Regions from separate parts of the Macaca mulatta genome. Here region 2 is linked to region 1. The links are chromatin contacts, called in public Hi-C maps. All regions are on one chromosome and are shown on one strand. Each heading gives the region's core, a stretch centred on a gene start, on an enhancer-like site or on the middle of the called end of the contact. The rest is flanking DNA. Distances are from core to core; before and after follow the strand shown. Region 1 holds the start of GSK3A (glycogen synthase kinase 3 alpha). Region 2 holds the start of MEGF8 (multiple EGF like domains 8).

Region 1 (5,470 bases), core at 2,035-4,534:
GCTCCTCCTGCCCAAGGGCCCTCCCTGCCAAGACCCAGGCCCTGGTCTGGTTCCTTTCCAGTCTAGGCTCAGTTCTCCTACATCCAGACTAGCCTAAGCTCCAAATGCCAGGCCCTTAAACACTAATTATTCCTCAACTTCCACTTCCTCCACCTCCTTCTAGCTCCCTGAGCTTCTCCTAGCTCACGGGCACCTCCATTCCATCCTGCACTGGCCAAACACCTGGGGAGAGCGCGACCTTCCGAACCCCCTGCGCTAGCTCTTCCAGGTCCCTTTCTCTTCTGGGAAGAAGTGTAACCAAATGGTTAAGGTAGGGTTTGGGAATCAGATTCTAGCCTTGACTGGGGCACTTGCTCTATGACCTCAGGCAATCCTGTTACTGAGTTTGTTTCCCTGCTTAAGGTTAGCGTACACTTAGAATGGGTATAACCGCAGTATCTACCCTCAGAGAATCTTTATGTAAATTAAATAAGAATTTGCCTATAAAGCACTTACATTGAGCAAATGCCCAGTAAAAGCTCTGGGCTCTCCTGGGATCCACATTTCCCATCTCATTTCCTCTTTTCCCCACGTCTCATTTCCTCTTTTCCCCACTTTCTCTTCTGGTCCATGGCTCTGAAACCTAAGCCTCCAGCTCTCTGGCTGGGGTTCTCCCACCAGTCACACCAAGTCCCCAAACCTCCCTGTCCCCATCCCGCCCAAGCTACCTTGAACCTCTTGTCCTGGAGAACCTTCTTGATGGCGACCAGTTCCCTGGTCTCTGCCAGCCGTGCCTGGTACACGACCCCAAATGAGCCATTGCCAATCACTTTGATGTCTGTGTAAGCCACCTCTTGGGAGCGCTCTGGACCTTGGCCTAGAGTGGCTACCACTGTGGTCACCTTCCCGCTGTCACCTGGGGAACAAAGGGGATACACGATCCACTGACCCATCCTGTCTGCGCATCACCCCATCCTGGGGCTGTAGGAGGAAGGGAAATCTCTGCAGGAAGCTCGTTGGGGACCTCTTTGTTCCCTCCTCCTCTTTGAGGAAAGGTGGATGCTGGAACCTTCCCAGTGACTTTTCAAACCCTCTTCCTTTCTGGGAACCTTAAATCCTGCCCCCCCTCCACATGGGAGGATATTGATACCTAAATCTCTCTGCTTCAAGGGCTGGCAACCCCAAATTTCTACTTCTAGGAAGCAATAGATCACTGGTCGTCTTGGTACTGGGAGACATCAGATGTTGACTCCATCTACTCTGGATCTACTGCCCTCTGGCCCCTCCTCTTTGGAGAAAGCTTGACCTGGCCTCTTCCACTTAAGGGAGCAGTAACCCTCAGGTACTCCTACTTCAGGAAAACACTAACCTATCTCACAGCCTAGAGGATACTAACCTCTAAGTCCTCCCCTGTAGAGCTGGTAACTTCACTGGTTCTTGGTGACAGAAATGAATGTCCTCTCCTGCTGTATGTACCAGTGCCCTGACCCTCACTTTTTGGTACTTTGAGGTTAGAAAAAAACACTGACCTGACCTCTTCATCTGAGTGGTCCAGAGACCCAGACTCCTCCCCGTATGTGGGTGGTCCCTAATGGACAAGCACCAAATTATGAGAATGATGAACCTGACCTTTATTATCAAGGGGCTATTCCAGCCTCAGTCCTTTGAAGGAAAGCTATAATTTCCAATTCCCATTATTCAAATGGTAGCAAACCTTGGTGCCATTCTTAAAGGATAGTGACCCCTTTGAGTAACTGATGAACCAAATCCATTTTTTCTTTTTTTTTTTCTTTTCTTTTTTTTGAGACACAGTTTCGCTCTCGTTGCCCAGCTGGAGTGCAGTGGCACGATCTCGCCTCACTGCAACCTCCGCCTGCTGGGTTCAAGCGATTCTCCTGCCTCAGCCTCCCGAGTAGCTGGGATTACAGGCGCCCGCCACCACGCCCAGCTAATTTTTTGTATTTTTAGTAAAGACAGGGTTCCACCAGTTGTCCAGGCTGGTCTCAAACAGAACCTCAGGTGATCCGCCTGCCTCAGCCTCCCAAAGTGCTGGGATTACAGGCGTGAGCCACCGCGCCCGGCCACCAAATCCATTTTGAGGGGCCAGTGACATGTTCTTTCAGAGGGAGATAACCCTACATCACTATTTTTTTCAGAGCCAATGACACCATACCTTAGAACAATTATTGAACAAGTATAACCTTAGATCCATATTTTATAGGAAACTGTGACCTACCCTGCTCCATTCCATTTTTGTTAAAGGAGACACACCAAGCCATGTATTTTAAAACATGGACTATGGACTTGATTTGAAGGATATGCTGACTCCCAATGTCTTTAAGAAGCAGTAACTATTAATTCTCACCATTGGGGGTACAGCTCAACAATATTTAGGGTGGGTAATGATGCCAGGTCTTGGTTTTAATAGGGAAGGTGATCTGAGTACCAGGTTTGGCAAGCCTGGCCTTATTCTTTGGGGACACAACACAGTAACCTCAAAGCCCTGCTTCTAAGTGATATTCACTCCAAATCCTCATCTTCTGAAGGACAGCGAATGCAGATCCCTCTTTTTCGCGATTGGTCTTATTCTTGTTCTCTTAGGAGACAATAACCCTAAATCCCCATTTGCAAGCGACTGTGACCTCTGATCCAATATTATAATGAGTAGCAACGTCAGATACCTGTTCTTAAGGCTCAAGGACCCAAGATCTCAATAATGAAAGAACAGGGACTTGTAACCCCTGTTTCTTTGAGTGTTAGTAATTCTGATCCAAGAGTAATTCTGATCTCCAAGAGATGGTAACCCCAAGACCCCTTTTCCTGGGAGGAAGAGGGCTCAGATCCCCGATTTGGGGAGGCATAGTGACCTCTGGCTCCTACCTAAGCATATGAAAGAACCTGATGGATGTCTGAGGAGCTTTGGGAACCCTGATCACCACCCTACACGGGCGCCGCTAGTACTCACGGCCCAGCTTCACCCCGGGCGGCGGGAAGCTAGTGCCTGCGCCGGGGCCTCCGCTGCCTCCGCCGCCGCTGCCGCCGGGTCCACCCCCGGAGCTCGAGGCCCCGACGCCCCCACCCATGGCCCCGACAGATGCCTTTCCGCCGCCGGTGCCGCCTGGGCCGGAGGCCGAGCCTCCGGGGCCGCCGCCGCCGCCTCCGCCTCCGCCGCCTGGCTCCGCGAACGAGCTGGTCCGCGCCCTGCCCGAGCCCCCAGGGCCGCCTCCCGAAGGCCCGCCGCCGCTCATGGCGCCGAGCACAGGCCCAGGCCGCGGGGCTCGGGCTCCCCGGGCTGCCCCAGCCGCCGCCGCTGCCGCCGCCTCCCCCGGGCTCTGGCCTCTTCCAGGCCGCGCCGCTCGGGTTTGGGCTCCGGCTCCGGCCCAGCGCCCGCCGCGGGGCACGCCGGGAGATGCAGTCCGGCTGTCGTCCGCGCCGCCGTCGCCGCCCTCGGCCCGCACAGAGAGCCCCGTGGCACGCCGGGAAATGAAGTCCACAAAAGCCTCAGAGTAGACCGCGGGAATGACGGGTCGCGCTATACGTCGGGAAATGGAGTCCAGGGTAATCTGTCTGCCGACGGTACGACGGGGAGCCCTGAAGTATTTCGGGAAGCAGAGAGCCTGATGCACGCTGGGAAACAGAGTCCACTCACTCAGTTTATTGGCTGTGTGTGCGTCCCAGAGCCCGGTGCGCTCTGGGAAATTGAGTCGGCGCGCGTGAACCTGCGGATCTCGGGCCGTGAAGCAAGCCGGGAAATGGAGTCATCGCCACGCCCTCACCGCATTGCAGGTGTAAAGCGATTCTTAAAGCACGCCGGGAAATGGAGTCCCAGGTGGTTTCTTAAGTCCCAAGTGGATACTGCAATTCCGGAGATGGGAGAGGAAATGGAGTAAATTTCGCGCTTCTCTTCCCAGGTACGCTAGGCCGCAGTCCCTGCCGGGAAGTGTAGTCAACACCAAGGCTTCAGTGCAGTTGCCACAGCGAGCCCTGGTGTGTTCTGGGAAATGGAGTTCAAGGCATCCTCCCCATTGACTGAGGGGGCGGGATCGCCCATGAGCTCCAAGCCTGCTGGGGAATAGTCCAGACCTGACCCTTTGTGAGGCCAGTTTGCGGAGGCTTGTCGGGAAGCGGAGTCCAATGGCCACCATCGGGGGCGTGGAGCGAAAGGTTAGAGACTGCAGTAGTTCCCTGGAGAGACTTAAAAGTGTTTCAGCCCCTCCTTCCTCGCCCCCAGGTTCTTCTTAAAGAAAGAGGCGAGGTCGATCAAGGACTGCTGGAAAATGGAGCCAAGCACCTTTAAGTTCCAGGTGACCATAGATCAAGAAAGAAAAAATGTCCCCTCTCTAACCGCAACTCTGCAAAGAATTCGGGAAACAAAGTTCCCGGCGGTTTCTCCGAACACTAACTAGTCTTCGGATACAGTCTAGCTTTTCCTAGCAATGTGGTTCGCACCAGGAAGCTGAATGGAGCATTAAAAAGACGGAAATAGAATTTCTGGGCCGGGCGCGGTGGCTCAGGCTGGGTGCCGGTGGCTCACGCCTGTGATCCCACCACTTTTGGAGGCCGAGGCGGGCGGATCACCTGGGGTCAGGAGTTCGAGACCAGCCTGGCCAACATGGCGAAACCCCGTCTCTACTAAAAGTACAAAAATTAGCTGGGCGTGGTGGCGGGCGCCTGTAATCCCAGCTACTCAGGAGGCTGAGGCAAGAGAATCGCTTGAACCCGGGAGGCGGAGGTTGCAGTGAGCCGAGATCGCGCCACTGCACTCCAGCCTGGGCGACAAGAGTGAGACTACGTCTCAAAAAAAAAAAAAAAAAAAATTATGTCTTGAACCCCCATTCAGTTTTCAGATTTTGCTTTATTTGAGACAGGGTCTCGCTCTGTCGCCCAGGCTGGAGGGCAGTGGCACTGCAGCCTCGAACTCCCAGGCTCAAGCAATCCCCCCACCTAAGCCTCCCATGTAGGTGGGACTACAGGCGTGCACCATCACGCCCTGCTAATTTGGTTTGGTTTGGTTTCTTTTGCGGGGTGGGGGTAGGGTGGAGGGCTTCGCCATGTTGCCCAGGCTGGTCTCCAACTCCAGGGCTCAAGCGATTCTACCTCAGCCTCCAACGTGCTGGTATATCAGGCTTGAGCCACGGCACCGGGCCTCCCACTCTGTGTTTTGCGTCCTCCGCTTCCTAAATTACAGGATCCCGGAAAGCCAAAAATAAGGAGGCCAGCTGCAAAGAGTAGCCTCAGGTTTTGTGTACTCAGTGAGTCGTCCTATTTATCGATTAATATCCGAAAGAGAGTAGCCCCCAAAGAGCGCTGGGAAACAGTTCCTGTGTGTGTGGTTGTCTCTTCCTCCCCCGGAAATGCTTAGAGGTAGAATGAAAGCTTTCTTAGCCCCTCCCGCCTCCTGGAATGGTGGGAAATGGAGTCTCTGGACTTCATGTTAATCCGAGCTTGTGTTTATACTAACTGTCCTGTCCTTTCTGAAATCAGAAGAAAG
Region 2 (5,470 bases), core at 1,231-3,730, 86 kb after region 1:
AGGGACTCAGTAGGGAACAGAAGAGTCTGGTTCCTGCCTCATGGAGACATTTTAGAGTCTATTAGTTGCTGTTCAGTTGAACTTTCTGTATTTATGAAGATATTCTATTATCTGCACTTTCCAATATGGGAGCTACTAACCATATGTGACTGTTGAGCACTTGAATGTGAGTAGGGCATAGTGAGTGTGTATTGGGGAGTGTGACTGACCAACATTTAAAATTTATTTTGATGAAATTTAAGCTACATGCAGCCAGTGGCTATCATACTGTGCAGGACGCTGACTCTAACCAGTCAGTGATCAGTGATAGCTCAGTGATCAGGGCTCTGATGGAGGAAGCACAGGTCGAGTTGTGTTGAAGGGAAAAGGTAAGGATCCAGGGCACTTTGAGAGCCCAGAGGGGGCACCTAATCCAGTGTGAATGGCTTCAGGAAGTGTGGGGGATGTCAACTGAAAGGGAATCCTTCGAACCCCAAGTTTATGGGGACAGCCTCTGGCCTGACAGTGCCTCTCACACCTGCTCCTGGCCCTGGCCTCAGATCATGACCCGCCCATCAGCGGCCAACAAGAACTTCCCGTACCACGTGCGCACGTCGCAGATCGCATCGGCTGGAGTCCCTGGACCCGGAGGGAACCAATCCGCTGACAAGGCCTTTCCGCAGCACGTCTATGGGAACGTGACGTTTATCAGCGACTCGGTGCCCAACTTCACGGAGCTCTTCTCCATCCCCCCGCCCACCACCTCCGTAAGCCCCGCAGCCCCAGCGCCCGAGGAGCTGCTGGCGCCGCCCCTGGAGTACCTGACCCCGCTCCCGGCCCCGCCGCCGCCCCCGGCGCCCGGGCGCCTGAGCCCTCCCCTTGCCTTTCGCACACCCCACGCCCCAACACCGCGCCGCGACCGTCCCCTGGCGCCCGCGCCCACCCTGCCTGACTGGGTACTGGCGCTGTTGCGCACACCCCTGCAGACGCCCTGCGCCGTGCCCCCACCGCCCGCCTTCCGCGGCTCTCCCCCAGCTCCCCGGCCGCCGCCGGAGTTCGCCCCGCGCGCCCCGACGCCGCCTTTTGAGTACCTGGCCCCGCTGCCCAGGCGCCCCGCCACCCAGTCATTCCCTGACTGACACGTGCGTCCACACCTGGGGTAGAAGGGTTCTCCGGGGGAGGGGGACGGGCCTTCGGGGCCGCATCTGCCCCGCGAGGGTCCGGGACTGCCTCTGACCCTGACCCCCCTCCCAGGCCGGGAAGCAGGTGGAGGAGACGGCGGTGGCGGCGGCGGTGGCCCCGAGGGGCCGCGTGGTGACCATGGCCGAGCCGGGCGCAGCCTCCCCCCCACTTCCCGCTCGGTTCCCCAAGGCGGCCGACCCGGGCTGGGACGGCCCGACGCCGCCCTACCAGCCGCTCGTGCCCCAGACGGCGGCGCCGCACACCGGCTTCACCGAATACTTCAGCATGCACACGGCCGGGGGTACCGCACCCCCGGTCTGAGCACCCCTGCCCGCCCCTGCCCCATGGGCCGTGACCGGGCTCCGGACCCCTGCTTTATCCCGGCCCGAGAGCTCGGCCATCCCGGGCCTTCCCGACCCTTCCTACCCCGCGCGCCCAGGTTGGGTACGCTGCGTCCCGCCCCCCTCCCCTCTGTGCCAAACGATCCCGCGGGAGCCGCTCTCCCCGTCCCCTCCCTCAGCCCCTGCCCCGAACGGCGCCGGATTCTGGGCTCCCGCTGTTCCGTGACCTCCGGCCCCCTGGCCCCCTTCGAGACCTCTGACCCCGCTGGACTCCGGAACACCCGTGGTGACCGCCGGGACCCTGCCTGTGACTCTCCAGGACTCTGCGACCCCGGGATGGATATTGCGATGCTGGTCTCGACCCTGAAACCCTCCCTCGGATCTGTGACCTCGGATCCGTGCTCCGTCTGCCCCTATCTCCATTCCGGGGGCCTTCCCTCGGGTCCCTGGCAGAAAGACATTTCCCCCTTCTTGCCAAAATAAAAAAGATTCGTTTTTATCTATAACATGGCTTCTTTTACATCTTGATGGTGTTCAGCGGCGGGGCTGAGCCAGAACTATGTCAGGCTCGGGGCCTCATTGTGTTCATCTGTGAAATGGGAATTTGGAACCGGAGGCAGAGGCCTGTATAACCTGATCTTTATGTTGCTCCAGAATCTGGGAACGTTGAAGATGATCAAACATCTAGCAGGGCCTTGCACCACTCCTTTATTTTTGCCTTCCTTTCCTCACTCAGAGGTAGAGGCGCCCTCCAGTGGCCCGTGCTTTGCTCAATCACAGGCACCCAGAGTTTGGGTTACGATCTTAGCATTGCGCATGTGTAATTTTCTCGTCTCCAGGAGCATCGCTCCAGGAGGAGGCTGCTGCGCATGCGGTTGGGAATAAATGGGCGGGGAATTTCCCCGGAAGTCTCCCTTTATGGAGGATTGGGGTTGGGCGCTCCGCAGTCCTCCCAGGGCCGCTCTGACCGACCGCTCTGCAACTTCTCGCCTCCTCTCCGCCGTGCCTCCCACTGCGGCTCCTCGGCTCTAGGCCCCTCGCCCTCCCACAGCGGGTCTTCCCGCGGCCGCTCTGGCCCAAGCGTCCCCTCGTCTCTCTGATTTGGCCCATCCGGCTTGGGAGGGAGGCGCGGGTGGGTGAGCAAGGGGAGTGCGTCAATGGGGTCCAGGCCCGAGCCCCTGAAGACGGACTCCGCCCCCGGCACCCGCTCGCGCCCCGCCCCCGGCTGGAGGAGTCTCTCCTGGACCATCGGATCCTGGTCTGTCCCGGCCCGCAGCCTCTATGGAGGCTTCTGCCGGGCCGTAGAGCCTTTCGCCCCCTGGGGACTCACCCGTATATAAGGTCCGTTTGGCCTGCAGCAGCCCGAGTCTGTAATACTGGACACTGTTTATGGGGTTGGCCCCCTATGGGGGCCCGTGTCTATAGGGGACCCCCAAGGTCCTTAGGGGTCGTCCCCGTCCATAGTGACTCCATATACAGGGCCTCCATCGCTCTATAGGGCCCAGCCCTCGGCTTCCAGAGCCTGTCAGCAGTGGCCGTTCCCTTCGCCGGGACTGCGTCTCCAGGACCTCCTCGGTCTACAAGGCCATGTTATGCCTATAGAGGTCGCATTGCAGGGCCTCACGCCGGGTAGAGGGTCCTCTCCAGGTTTTTACGGCCCGTTCCCGCTCTAAGAGTCAGTACAGGAGGCGGCGATGGCCCTGGGCAAGGCTCTGGCCACGGCACTGGCTTTGGCCTTGGCCGTGTTGGGGTCGCTGTCCCCTGGGGCCCAGGCGGGGGACTGCAAGGGGCAGCGGCAGGTGTTGCGGGAGGCGCCAGGCTTCGTGACGGATGGTGCTGGCAACTACAGCGTCAATGGCAACTGCGAGTGGCTCATCGAGGGTGAGTGGGGCCGCGTGGGTCACTCACTAATTCGCTGCTAGTTCATTCATGTGTGCATTCATCCACTCACCACATTCCCAGAGCTCGGTTCTGGTCCAGGCCTTTTGCTCTAAAATGCCTGACAGCCAGGGTTGCAGCCAACCTGGGCCCTGCCCTGGAAGGCCTCCCAGTCTGGTGGGGGAGATGCACCTACACCCAGGTTTACAATTACAAGACAGGAGCATCAGTGCCGGGTCTTCTGAGTAACTGTTAAGAACTCAGGGTCTGGATCCAATCATCTGGCTTTGAATTTGGTTCTACTACTACTTCCTTTTTTTTTTTTTTTTTTTTTTTTTGAGGTGGGGGTCTCACTCTGTCACCCAGGCTGGAGTGCAATGGTACCAACACAGTTTACTTACTGCAGCCTCTACCTCCTGGGCTCAAGTGATCCTCCCACCTCAGCCTCCCAAGTAACTGAGTGTGTAGAGACAGAGTCTCACCATGTTGCCCAGACTAGACCCGAACTCCTGGGCTCAAACGATCCTCACACCTCAGCCTCCTAAAGTGTTGGGATTGTAGGTGTGAGCCACTGTGCCTGGCTTCTTCTTACTAGTTTTGTGATTTTGAGCACGTGACTTTCTTTCTCTGAGATTCAGTTTCCTTCCCCCCACAAATGGGATAACAAGAGTACTCACCTCATAGAGTTGTTGCAATGAAATGAAAACGGGTATTTCACGTGCCTGATGTGTGGCATATAGTAACTGTTCTATAAATGGCATTAGGATTATTGTTGTTATTTGTAAAGTACTTCAATAAAAGCATTTTTCTTCTGTCATTCATGTGCCATACATTATGTTTCCCATTGGACATAGCCCAGACTGAGACAGCTCCAGCAATCCCCGGTGACTTAGGTCTTGGAGTCTAGTCGGGGAGACAAACACACTAATAGTGAGAGCCAAGAGTGGTCTGTGATGGAGGAATCCCACAGGCCTGAGAAAGCCCAGAGAAAGTGCCTGATCTGGGGCCGGGGAGAACAGAGAAGCTTCCTGGAGGAGGAAATGTCTAAGCTGAGACCTAAAGGACCAATAGGAATCTGTCAGGAGGGGAGAAAAGGCCCCAGCCCTACCCTTCTGGACTCCCAGTCAGTGGAAGAGACAAACGCACTTCAAGGCTGTTTGTTTTCCTTTTCCACCCAATAAACTCCTATGCATGCCTCAGAACCCTGCTTCACTGGCTCTTTCTCTGTGAAGACTTGTGATTTAACCTGGGGTATAGCTGAGATCAGAGGCATCTGTAGGAGGGAGCAGAACGGCATTCCAGGCAAGAATAGCCATGCAAAGGTAGGGAAGCAGGAGAGTGATGCTTCTGAAGAACTAGAAATCCAGTGTGTTAAAACATAGAATACTGGCAGAGCATGGTGGCTCATGCCTGTAATCCCAGCCCTTTGGGAGGCCAAGGCCAGCAGACCACCTGAAGTCAGGAGTTTCAGACCAGCCTGGTCATCGTGGTGAAACCCCGTCTCTACTAAAAATACAAAAATTAGCTGGGTGTGATGGCGCATGCCTGTAGTCCCAGCTTCTCAGGAGGCTGAGGCACAAGAATAGCTTGAACCTGGAGGTTGCAGTGAGCTGATGTTGCTCCGCAAAGCTCTAGTCTGGGCGGCAGAGGGAGACTCCATCTTAAAAGCAAAAACCTGGAATACAAGACAACAAATGAGCCAGAGGCTGCAGAGTGGGAGGAGCCAGCAAGTGAAGGGCTTTGTGATTTTGAGCTGTATCCTGAGGGCAAACGGGTGGAAGAGAAGTTGAAAGGCAGTACCTGCAGAAGCCCAGGAAGGCCTCACAGAGTAGTGGATGTAGAAACTGGCCTCCAGACGGGAGGTTCTGGGCAAAGGCCGGAGGTGTGACAGGGCCTGAATCATGCAGGGCCTCCCTTGGGAGGCTGTGAAGCTTTGTCTTTGTCTGGGGGCTCTGGGGAGCTATGGAAGGGTTTTGAGCAGGGAGGAGACATGATCTCATTTATGTTTTAGAAGATCTCTCTGGCTGCTGTGTGGGCTATGGATGAAGGCATGTTTCTCGGTGTTAGCATGTTTACCTGTCCCCAGCTTG

What was found. Hi-C and Micro-C count contacts between places; a contact is called where the count stands out from the background.
Region 2: a Hi-C map of fetal cortical plate shows a contact between it and region 1, with 1.8 times the contacts expected there. The contact joins the promoter of MEGF8 here to the promoter of GSK3A in region 1. A contact is called at or near these places in 4 of 14 Hi-C or Micro-C datasets (fetal cortex germinal zone, fetal cortical plate, fibroblasts and 1 more).

The regions. Positions count from the first base shown.
Region 1 is chr19:53,294,819-53,300,288 of T2T-MMU8v2.0, forward strand. GSK3A (glycogen synthase kinase 3 alpha) reads right to left here and starts at 3,285. Exons shown (of 11, transcript NM_001266636.2): 1 at 2,945-3,285; 2 at 708-895. The coding sequence starts at 3,227. The region is part of intron 1 of DEDD2 (death effector domain containing 2); the gene reads right to left.
Region 2 is chr19:53,381,216-53,386,685 of T2T-MMU8v2.0, forward strand. It overlaps MEGF8 (multiple EGF like domains 8), which reads left to right and starts at 2,481. Exons shown (of 40, transcript XM_015124044.3): 1 at 2,481-3,383. The coding sequence starts at 3,197. TMEM145 (transmembrane protein 145) reads left to right here. Exons shown (of 15, transcript XM_077983009.1): 14 at 540-746; 15 at 1,682-2,005. The coding sequence ends at 1,762.